Regions from separate parts of the Mus musculus genome. Here regions 1 and 2 are each linked to region 3. The links are chromatin contacts, called in public promoter capture Hi-C maps. All regions are on one chromosome and are shown on one strand. Each heading gives the region's core, a stretch centred on a gene start, on an enhancer-like site or on the middle of the called end of the contact. The rest is flanking DNA. Distances are from core to core; before and after follow the strand shown. Region 1 overlaps Col4a1 (collagen, type IV, alpha 1). Region 2 overlaps Arhgef7 (Rho guanine nucleotide exchange factor (GEF7)). Region 3 overlaps Cars2 (cysteinyl-tRNA synthetase 2 (mitochondrial)(putative)).

Region 1 (3,091 bases), core at 443-2,942, 320 kb after region 3:
AGACAGAGGAATGAGATCTCGGGAGCATCCCTTAGGGACTGACGAGAAAGCACCAGGCATCCTCATGTACTCTTGCGAGGCAGCGCTCACTATGCAGCCCAGGTTGGCCTTGAACTCGAGATCCTCATGCCTCAACCTCTTAAGTGATCGGATTTTGAGTCTGCTCCACCATGCCGAGATCTTCACAGGTCCTTTAAAAACAGGAGCGAGCATGAAGACAGACAGACAGACAGGCAGCCTGGCAGATCAGCTTTACCAGAGGGTCACAGACTTTCTGTGGCTGTGCTCTGAAGTCCCTCGTGACAGCCTTTTTCCTAAATGGAAAATGTCATTTATTACACTTGAAGAGTACACAGAGCATGCCGTACAGACGTGTGATCTGTATGCAGACCCCTGCCCAGGCTGTGTTGAAGGCACTAGAAGGAGAACTAACTTTCTGTGGTTTTTCTTTTTAGCTTTCCTTGGAAAACAGGTAGAAAATGTTTATTATTGATGTCTCTTGGTTACTTTTGGAATGGCGTCTATGCTGGTCTTGACTTGGTTGAAGACACAGGCCCAGGGAAACTGTGTGTCTCATTCTTTTCTCCATGGGCATTTGTCTTCACAAAGTTCCTGTTCTGTGAGCACACCTGAGATGTATACCTAAAATTTGGCATTTCAGGGTTCTTTATGTCCCTGCAGCTTGAGGGGCCCTTCAGGTCTCACCCAGCCACACAGGCATCTCTAATTCCCTGTTGTAGGGATGTGGCCTCCTCCCTGGGCTGAGAGTTACTTTAGCTTGATGGTTTCCAGCAATGTCTCAGGACTTCCAGGTCCCTTCTCTCCTGTGGGAAGACCCAAAAGCTTAATTTTAGAAACATTGACATAAATCTTTCCTTTTGAGTTTTGAGCCGAAGAGATGTCAGCTGCTTTCTTTATCCTGTTGGCTACAATTTCTAAGTACTTTCTACAGACAGGAGTGGCCATAAAGCCACAATTCCATCACCTGAGAGAAATGACCGGTGGTCAGAGCGGAAGGGAATTTGTGATGGCCTGGGCTGTGACACTAACCACAGCTGTCCTTCTCTTTGGCCTGCCCCTCCTCTCCCCCCTAGCACCAAAGCATCCTGGGAAGAAGGGCACTTTATTTCCCATGCCTGAAAGGCAGAAGGCAGCAGATGGACAAGGCCATTTCAATTTCAGTGGCTGGTGTTTAATGGAACCTTTTAGTTCATCTACATTTATGTGACTAAAGTAGAGAGAGTGTGTGTGCATGCATACACACACACACACAGACACATGCACACACAGACAGACAGAAGCACATACACATATGTGTGCATGTCCACACAGACAGACACACACAGAGACAGACAGACAGACAGACAGACACACACACACACACACACACATACGCACGCACGAATGCACAGCACAGAAAATGGAATGACTAATCTAGCCGCCCGCCCACCCACTTCCTGTCCACGCATGCAGAACTTGTGTAATTATTCACACGTTTGTACTCATTTAGCAGCGTGGCTAACACTCTCTTCACTCTGTGACTGGAATGTAATTATTTTGCTGCTGCTGTTTGTGTTTTTAAGCAGTGCACTCCCCCACCATCCAGTACTCCCTTACTTGAGTGAGCTTTAGAACACCCGACCACGCTGTGGTTTTCACTCACTCTGGGGTGACTTGTCATGGCTGGGCTTGAGCTAGCCTGTCCCAGGAGGGACTTTGTCCTCAGGAGGGGCCAGAACAGTGATTCCCTCTGCCACGGTTATGACGATCCCATTGTTCCTCTTATAGAATAGTTTAAAAAAAAATCAACTGCTTTTGAATTGAATGTTTTAGGAGTGAGACGGGCTTGTACAACCAAAGAGGAGTCCCTGAGCCTGAGTCCTGGCACTGGCCACATTATTTATTCACTTAGATTTGAGCCAGAGAACCAGGGAGAGAGGGCAAGGGATGGGTCATCCCCAGGACCATCCACACGGAATGCCTGCTTCCTCTCTTCCAGGTGTGCGGTTTGTGAAGCACCGGCCATGGTGATGGCGGTACACAGTCAGACCATTCAGATTCCGCAGTGCCCTAACGGTTGGTCCTCACTGTGGATCGGCTATTCCTTCGTGATGGTGAGTGTTTGGGAGACTACATTTCCTTGGGAGGGCCCCCATTGATGTCGTTATCTCCTCTATGACTCCAAACTTCCCAGATCATCCCTTGTTGAATGTAACTTGGAGCCTGGTCTGTTGCTCTTGCGGTCTACAGTGCGCCCAGGGCTCCCTGCTCCTCTGTGTTGGGAGCTGCTGCCTCCCATGAGCAGGGAGCGCCTAGAGTGTGGACTAGAGTGTGGACTAGAGTGTGGACTAGAGTGTGGACTAGAGTGTGGACTCTCCGTAGTCATGTGACCAGCACCCGCAGCCTGACCAGCTCCCTCCTGTATTGTTAACACACAGGAGCTTTAAAGCAGAGAGCACTCGATGGGTGGGAACATGGGTACCCCTGTAAGCTTACACTGCTCCTGCCAAAATGGTGGCCAGGAGAATGATCCTCCCAGGCTAATACCCAGGATGCACCTGGGCAGTGAGGTACGCTCTTCTATCACCTGGCTGGTTTTGGATGTTTGTTGGCTCCTTGTAACCTTTCCTTTAAAAAGCCAGTTATGGCAGGGGCGATTCCCTGTGTGAGGAGCTCATTGTGGCTTCTTTGGTTTTATCATCATGCTGAAAAGTATGGACTGAGTGCCCACAAGTCCTGAACTAGTAAGAAAACGGGGAGGAATTTACCAACTTCAAGTAAGCATTCTAAGCAGACATCTTTAAAATTCTCGGGCAGAACCAATTTGTTCATCTGACCTGCAAACTGATGTTAGTATTTGATAGGAAAAGGGCTTCCTAATTATTTTCTAAGAAAGCTGGGTGCTCCCCTCTCAGTGGGAGGAGCTGGTGTCTGGTTTCTGGGATTGCGTAGAGGCCTGAGTGTCCCAGCCTGGCCAGCAGACCTGGATGGTGGACTACCATGGCTGTTGAGCAGTTTTTTTTTTTTTTTTTGGCTCAAAGTCTGTGAGCCTGGGATGACTAGGAGGGACCTGGAACCTTCCCGAGGAGGC
Region 2 (2,761 bases), core at 96-2,595, 290 kb before region 3:
TGACAGCCTCAAAACAGGCCATTACTGTGAGAGCGGCGAATGGAAGTCATGTTGCCTTACTGTGTGTGATGGCACCGAGTGGGGTTTGATGGTGGGGTTGCTCACAGATGTGACCTTCGTCTGCTTCTGCAGGTGTTCCACCCACTCGTGTAAGTCCTGCTGGCTGGTGCAGGACACCAGAATCCGCTCGATCATGCTCCCTAGAGAGGAGGGGCACAGTGAGTACACATAAGCACATGTACACACACACCCAGGACCCAAAGCCACCTCACACACCCTCAGACATATATAAGGCTCTTCACTCAAGGACATGGCACTGGCACAGTGTGGATACATTACCTGATATCTCAAATGCATTCCTATGGTTTTCACTGTCCTCAAGCTTTGTGATTGTCATTCCTGTTGTTGGCAGCTTCCCCTACAAAAGACCCCCCAAAACAATGTTTTCCTAATAAAGAAGGGACCACACACATTAAATGACTTCACACGTGGCAGCAGAATTAAGTGTACAAAAGAGCTTAAAGGACACCTTAAAGAACAGTCAAACCAGATCAAGAACCCAAACTGAACCAAAGCAGGATCTTGACCCAATGGGTGATTCTATGAGTGGAAGACAGAAGACGGAGCCAGGGTGCACAGTGGCTGCTTTAACGGCATATGACAGAGAACTCACTGCCTCACAGAGAAAGGAGTTAGGAGTTTGAAGAGCCAGCTGATGAGTAATGGAGACAAAAACACAGAGAGAGACAATTCAAACAGGAAATAAGCCGTGATGTCAAACGGATGCCACAGGGTGCCCAAGTGGCAGTCAGTCTGTCTGTAAAATGGGAGGGATTCTCCATGAAGCAGGAAATGCCAGCTGAGAAAAACAGGGGGACAAAGCTCATTTAAACAGTAAAAGCCAGCAGGCAACAGCTTTCCCTGGGCCATATAAACTGTGACAGCCAGCTGCCAAAGGCCACATCTTTACAAAGAGAACAGGGTTTTCACCAGCAGACAGGAGACAGGAGTTGTGCTGATGAGTTTTGTCCACTTGATACAACTAAAGCTATCAGCAGGAGAAAAGCCCAACAGAGGGACTGTCAGCCTTCCTGGGGCCCACAGACAAGCCTGCCCGGGTACTTTTGATTAGTGACTGACAGCAGGAGGCCCAGCCCACCATGCAAAATGCCACCTCTGGGCAGAGGCTTCAAAACCTTAGAAAGGCATGGCGGGTGGGGGGGAGCAGGGGAAGGCAGGCAGCAGGGCACTCCTTCTTATTCTCCTTCTCTGTTCCTGCTTGTCCTGCACTATCCTCAGGGATGGACTGTGACCTGGACATGGGAGTCAAACTGCTTATGATGTGTAAACAGAGGTCCAAAGCAAACAAGGAAAACTACCGACGACGGTTTCCCTATCTTGTGCCCTACTCCAGGCAAAAAACAAACCAAACAAACAAGTCACCCAGTCCAAACAGTTGAGGGCCAGGCTGAAAGCGCAACAGAGGCCTAACCCCTCAGTGGCTGAGGACAAGAAGCCCCACAGAGGAGTGTTGGCTGCGCTTTCCCAGCAGCCGCCTCTTATCTTCAGCCATGGAGCCGCAGTCCCACTGCCAGAGCTGCCATCCCCAAAGCCAAGGAGGTTCTGTTTTTAAGACGACTCTTGCTATGTAGCCCAAGCTAGCCTAAAAAATCTTGATTTTTCTGCCTTAGCCTCCAAGCACTGGAGGTGATGATCACCACAGGGCTAATCAGCATACTCCTGGGAACAAAGATGGCCCTGGTACAGAGATGGCATCTCTAGGAGCACGCTGCAGCAACAGCAGACAGCCCCTGCACAAGTGCCAGCCTAGGTTGGGGCTCTAGGGTATGGAGTGGAGCCAGAAACAGGCATCTCTCAACAGGGAGCTGCCACCCGGGCACCTTAGCCACCCAGAAGGTCTCACCAATGGAAGCCTCAGGTTTCTGACTCTTCCCATGCATATTTGCTCGGCCATCTATCTGTAAAGGCTCCCTTGGGACACCTGTGGTAACTAGCCCTCCTAGGGACAGACCAAGCCACATCTATTTTCCACAGGACAACATAAAACACACACATCAGAGAAAAGCCGGTTGAAAGTGAAACAACAACATCCACTAAAATAGTATGTGGAGGCTAGCCAGTCCTTGAGACAGGATCACTGATAGCATCTCCCAGACCCTACCTAATGTCCCCACCATTGGTGGGGACTAACAGAAAAGAGTCCCTCACACTCTCTCTTACAACTAACTCTCAAACGTTCTCCAAGAAATGGTGACAAACCAAGACACTAAAAGAAAGTTTACTAACAGTTTACTAAGGTTAAATGATCAGGTTCCAAGTCCAGAGTTTTGGGATGTTCTACCCCTTACTGAAGACCTTAGCCCTCAGCACCTAGCTGAACCTACCTTGGGCAGAATGGAACATGAAAGCCCAGAGAAGCAATGTGCTTTGCAGAGGACAATGCGGTCAGGGAGAGATGGATGTGGGCTGTTCACTGCTCTCCAGTCACATCAAAAGATGCAACAGACGTGAACACACAGAGTTCTTACACAGAGTCACGACATGGTACCACACGTGGCACACACAGGTGAGTACAACATTAATACATTCAATTCAAAGGAGAACAATTGCCACATCCACTACAAACAAAAACTACAATCAGTGTAGCTGTGTTTACCTGATAGATGAAACCACTCATCCTGGGACTTGCAGACAACATGAGCAGAAGGTTTGGGAAGAGCAGGAGGTATCTCTCATTCTT
Region 3 (2,877 bases), core at 138-2,637:
TCTCAGCAGGTCACATGCACACACGAACCTGCCCAGGAGCTACCTGGTTTGCAAATGAAACACACACACACACACACACACACACACACACACACACACTCACATGCCAGTTAATTTTAAAATGCCTTGGCTAGCTCAAAGCCTGGGCAGTTCCAATCTTCCCCACAGCTAGCACACATTTCCTTCCTGTAATCCTGGCTTAACGCTCTCTAATTCTTCATTTTATCTTTGTTGCCCTGGCTCCTTCTGGGCAGCCCCCTAGTCTTTGCTTGCCCAAGACGCTTCTGGGCAGCTCTTTTGGGGGCTGCATTCCTTCTCACCTACATTTTAGATGATTTTCCTCTGCGACTCTAAATCTGATCATCTCCCTCCAAATCATGCCAATTCCTCTCTTTTCTCTCTCCCAGTCTCTAGCTAATCTAAAAGTCCTGCCTCAGTCTACCAGGCCACTGGCCATTGCTTCTTTATTGATCGATCAAAACCCAACTGGGGACAAGGACCTTCAGCTTCTTGGTTTTGGGGGCTGGGTTAATTCAAAGCATTGGAACCGATCCTCTACCCTCTCCTCGACTCTCCTCTCATTTTTTACTTTTAGCCAGTCTACGTTTGCCCTCGGCCCATGGTTCTGTAGGGTGAGGTGCTCCTGCCGCACAGTTAAGGATATCTGTCAGGTTCCTGGTGGTCCTTGTTCTGGTGACCACCGTGAGCTTAGTCTATGTCACAGTTGACTTGAAAGTTCACTTTCTAGAAGTCCAGTGGAGGTGGAGCCCATGTGGGAGCCTCTGCCCCTGGGATCCCTCTGCTGGCCATGCTGTCTTTCCAAGCTGTAGCTCGCTCGCTTGCTTCCTTTTAAAATTCATTTATTCACTTTATATCCCAATCGCTGTCCCTCCACCTCCCCAGTCCTTCCTCCTTCCCCTTCTCTTCTGAGAGGGTGGAAGTCCTCCCAGGTATCTCCCCAACTGAGTACACAGGTTGAGGTGCCTGTAAGATGAGATTATATAAAGTGGTTAGCTAGTGAGGGCCTGCCTTGCCTGGGAATCTCCCCAGCACGGGGGTTATCAGGTGCCAGCTCCTTCTCTCTATAGGTTCTCTCCATGGTGGCAACATCTCCAAGATCGGCTGTCACCGTATGCTGCCGCCTGGCCTCCTGGCAGGTCAGCTCTTTACTTTGAGTTCTCTGGCCCTTATTTACACAGGTGACATCTGGTTTCACTCTCAGGTGACCCTGACCAGGTTGTGTGATGGAACCAGAGAAGTATAGACACTTGGTGACATCTCAGTACAGAGCAGGGACACACTGAACAATAGTGTCTGTGAGCACCTTTGTCCACAGCAACTCCCCGATATCACCCCTCCTTTTCTGTTCCTGAGGACTCTGCAGGACTGCAGGCTGTCGGGGCGGAGCCTCCTGGACTCCTGTTTGCATTGCTGCTTTGACTCCATAGCAGAGCCTTCCAGAGGCCCAAAAGGAAAACAAGATCTGCCTCTCAGATGTGACCTCCATGGTGGTACAACTGACCCTGTCCACATTCTGCACAAGGGACTTTTAAACAGAGTCACCCAGCTTCCTTTCTGGAGCAAGGTAGAGAGCACAGCTTGCAGGTTACTCCAGGTCTGAAAAGAAGACGGCGGCTTTTAGAAAATGAGAGGCCTTCAGAGATGAAACGTCTGTAATGTTATAGCTGTAGATTGTGCTGATTCCACAAAAAAAATAAAATAAAAAAAATGGCAGAAGGGCAGAGAAGACATGGGATGCAGAATGGGTCCAGGCCTCAACACCCCAGGCCGTCGTGGCCCTTTTTGCTGGACATGCCAGTGTCAGGAGCCCCCAGATGAGATGACTGCAGCCATAGGCTCCAAAAGGGAAGCTCACAGTTGTAGCTGTTGTGCAGGAAGCTCTGTGCTTAGCTGACATCTGCAAAGGGTTTCTAAAACAACAGTGGAAGAACCCCAGCTCGCCTGGTGCTGTGGCAGTTGGGAGGACTCAGTAGAGCCCCATGCAGCCTCTGAGGGAAGAGGGTACTGGTTTTCAGATCTGTAAGCCTCCCTTCTGGGTCCCCACAGTTGTGATGCGTCACCTTAGCATGCTGTGTGTGACCTCTAAGCTCATCCAGCCTCGTGTCCACCCAGGATGCCGCTCTCCTTGGTTGTATGTCCACACTGACAGATGGGGACATGAACAGGACACAGGCTGACAGAGTCACGCTTGGTAGTATGTGCAGCATGGTGGACAAGGGGTCTGAGCCAGCAGGTGGTCTATGAATTCAGGCAACAGAGAAACCTCATAATAATGGGGCGGTGCATGCAGGAGATGGCACTTGAAATTGTAGGGCTGTCACTCACCAAGGCCACATGTTTATCTCATGTACACTTGAATGCATGCAGACATTCACTTACCCTTATGCATACTCAGACACACGTGCACCTACGTTCACTGCATAAGTGCACACACACACTTGTATACATTCATACATATGCACACATACACACTCAGATACGTGTACACATACATACATACACTCATGTGCGCTTATAGGCACACACAAACTTGTCTATGCATTCACACTCATGTACACTCACATAGATACATGTACACACTCACATATCCACAGACACAGGTACATATGTACTCGCAGATACACACAGACACAGAGACATAGACACAGACAGACAGACAGACAGACAGGCAGACACACACACACACACACACACACACACACACACACGGCAGCCTGGTGAAGCCCAGAGCTTTGTCATGTGATGTAAGCATGAGTGAAACACGTGGGATCCAAGCTGACACCATACCGTGACACTCTGATGCAGTGTGCATACTGGCCTGGCACACTGCTCTGCTGGCAGTCTGCAGCCGGGCTG

What was found. Capture Hi-C pulls out chosen DNA fragments and counts their contacts.
Region 1: a contact with region 3 is called in a promoter capture Hi-C map of pancreatic islet. The contact joins two enhancer-like sites. A contact is called at or near these places in 1 of 39 promoter capture datasets (liver) and 2 of 9 other capture datasets (adipose tissue and pancreatic islet).
Region 2: a contact with region 3 is called in a promoter capture Hi-C map of pancreatic islet. The contact joins two enhancer-like sites. A contact is called at or near these places in 4 of 39 promoter capture datasets (embryonic stem cells, hippocampal neurons and liver) and 2 of 9 other capture datasets (liver and pancreatic islet).

Annotation. Positions count from the first base shown.
Region 1 is chr8:11,201,917-11,205,007 of GRCm38.p6, reverse strand. Col4a1 (collagen, type IV, alpha 1) reads left to right here. Exons shown (of 52, transcript NM_009931.2): 50 at 2,000-2,114. Gm15418 (a long non-coding RNA gene) reads right to left here. Exons shown (of 3, transcript XR_003947509.1): 3 at 1-824. Among named protein-coding and RNA genes, the nearest start is that of Gm15418, 16 kb to the right of the region's middle. Within about 2 kb of position 1,692, at least 17 of the 459 cell types and tissues checked have an H3K27ac peak or open chromatin away from gene starts, as enhancers often do. A contact at or near this core is called in pancreatic islet, where this site is marked.
Region 2 is chr8:11,812,600-11,815,360 of GRCm38.p6, reverse strand. It overlaps Arhgef7 (Rho guanine nucleotide exchange factor (GEF7)), which reads right to left. Exons shown (of 22, transcript NM_001372321.1): 13 at 2,678-2,761; 14 at 340-418; 15 at 61-200. Among named protein-coding and RNA genes, the nearest start is that of Tex29, 27 kb to the left of the region's middle. Within about 2 kb of position 1,345, at least 10 of the 459 cell types and tissues checked have an H3K27ac peak or open chromatin away from gene starts, as enhancers often do. A contact at or near this core is called in pancreatic islet, where this site is marked.
Region 3 is chr8:11,520,716-11,523,592 of GRCm38.p6, reverse strand. All of the region lies in intron 9 of Cars2 (cysteinyl-tRNA synthetase 2 (mitochondrial)(putative)), which reads left to right. Among named protein-coding and RNA genes, the nearest start is that of Naxd, 25 kb to the right of the region's middle. Within about 2 kb of position 1,387, at least 6 of the 459 cell types and tissues checked have an H3K27ac peak or open chromatin away from gene starts, as enhancers often do. A contact at or near this core is called in pancreatic islet, where this site is marked.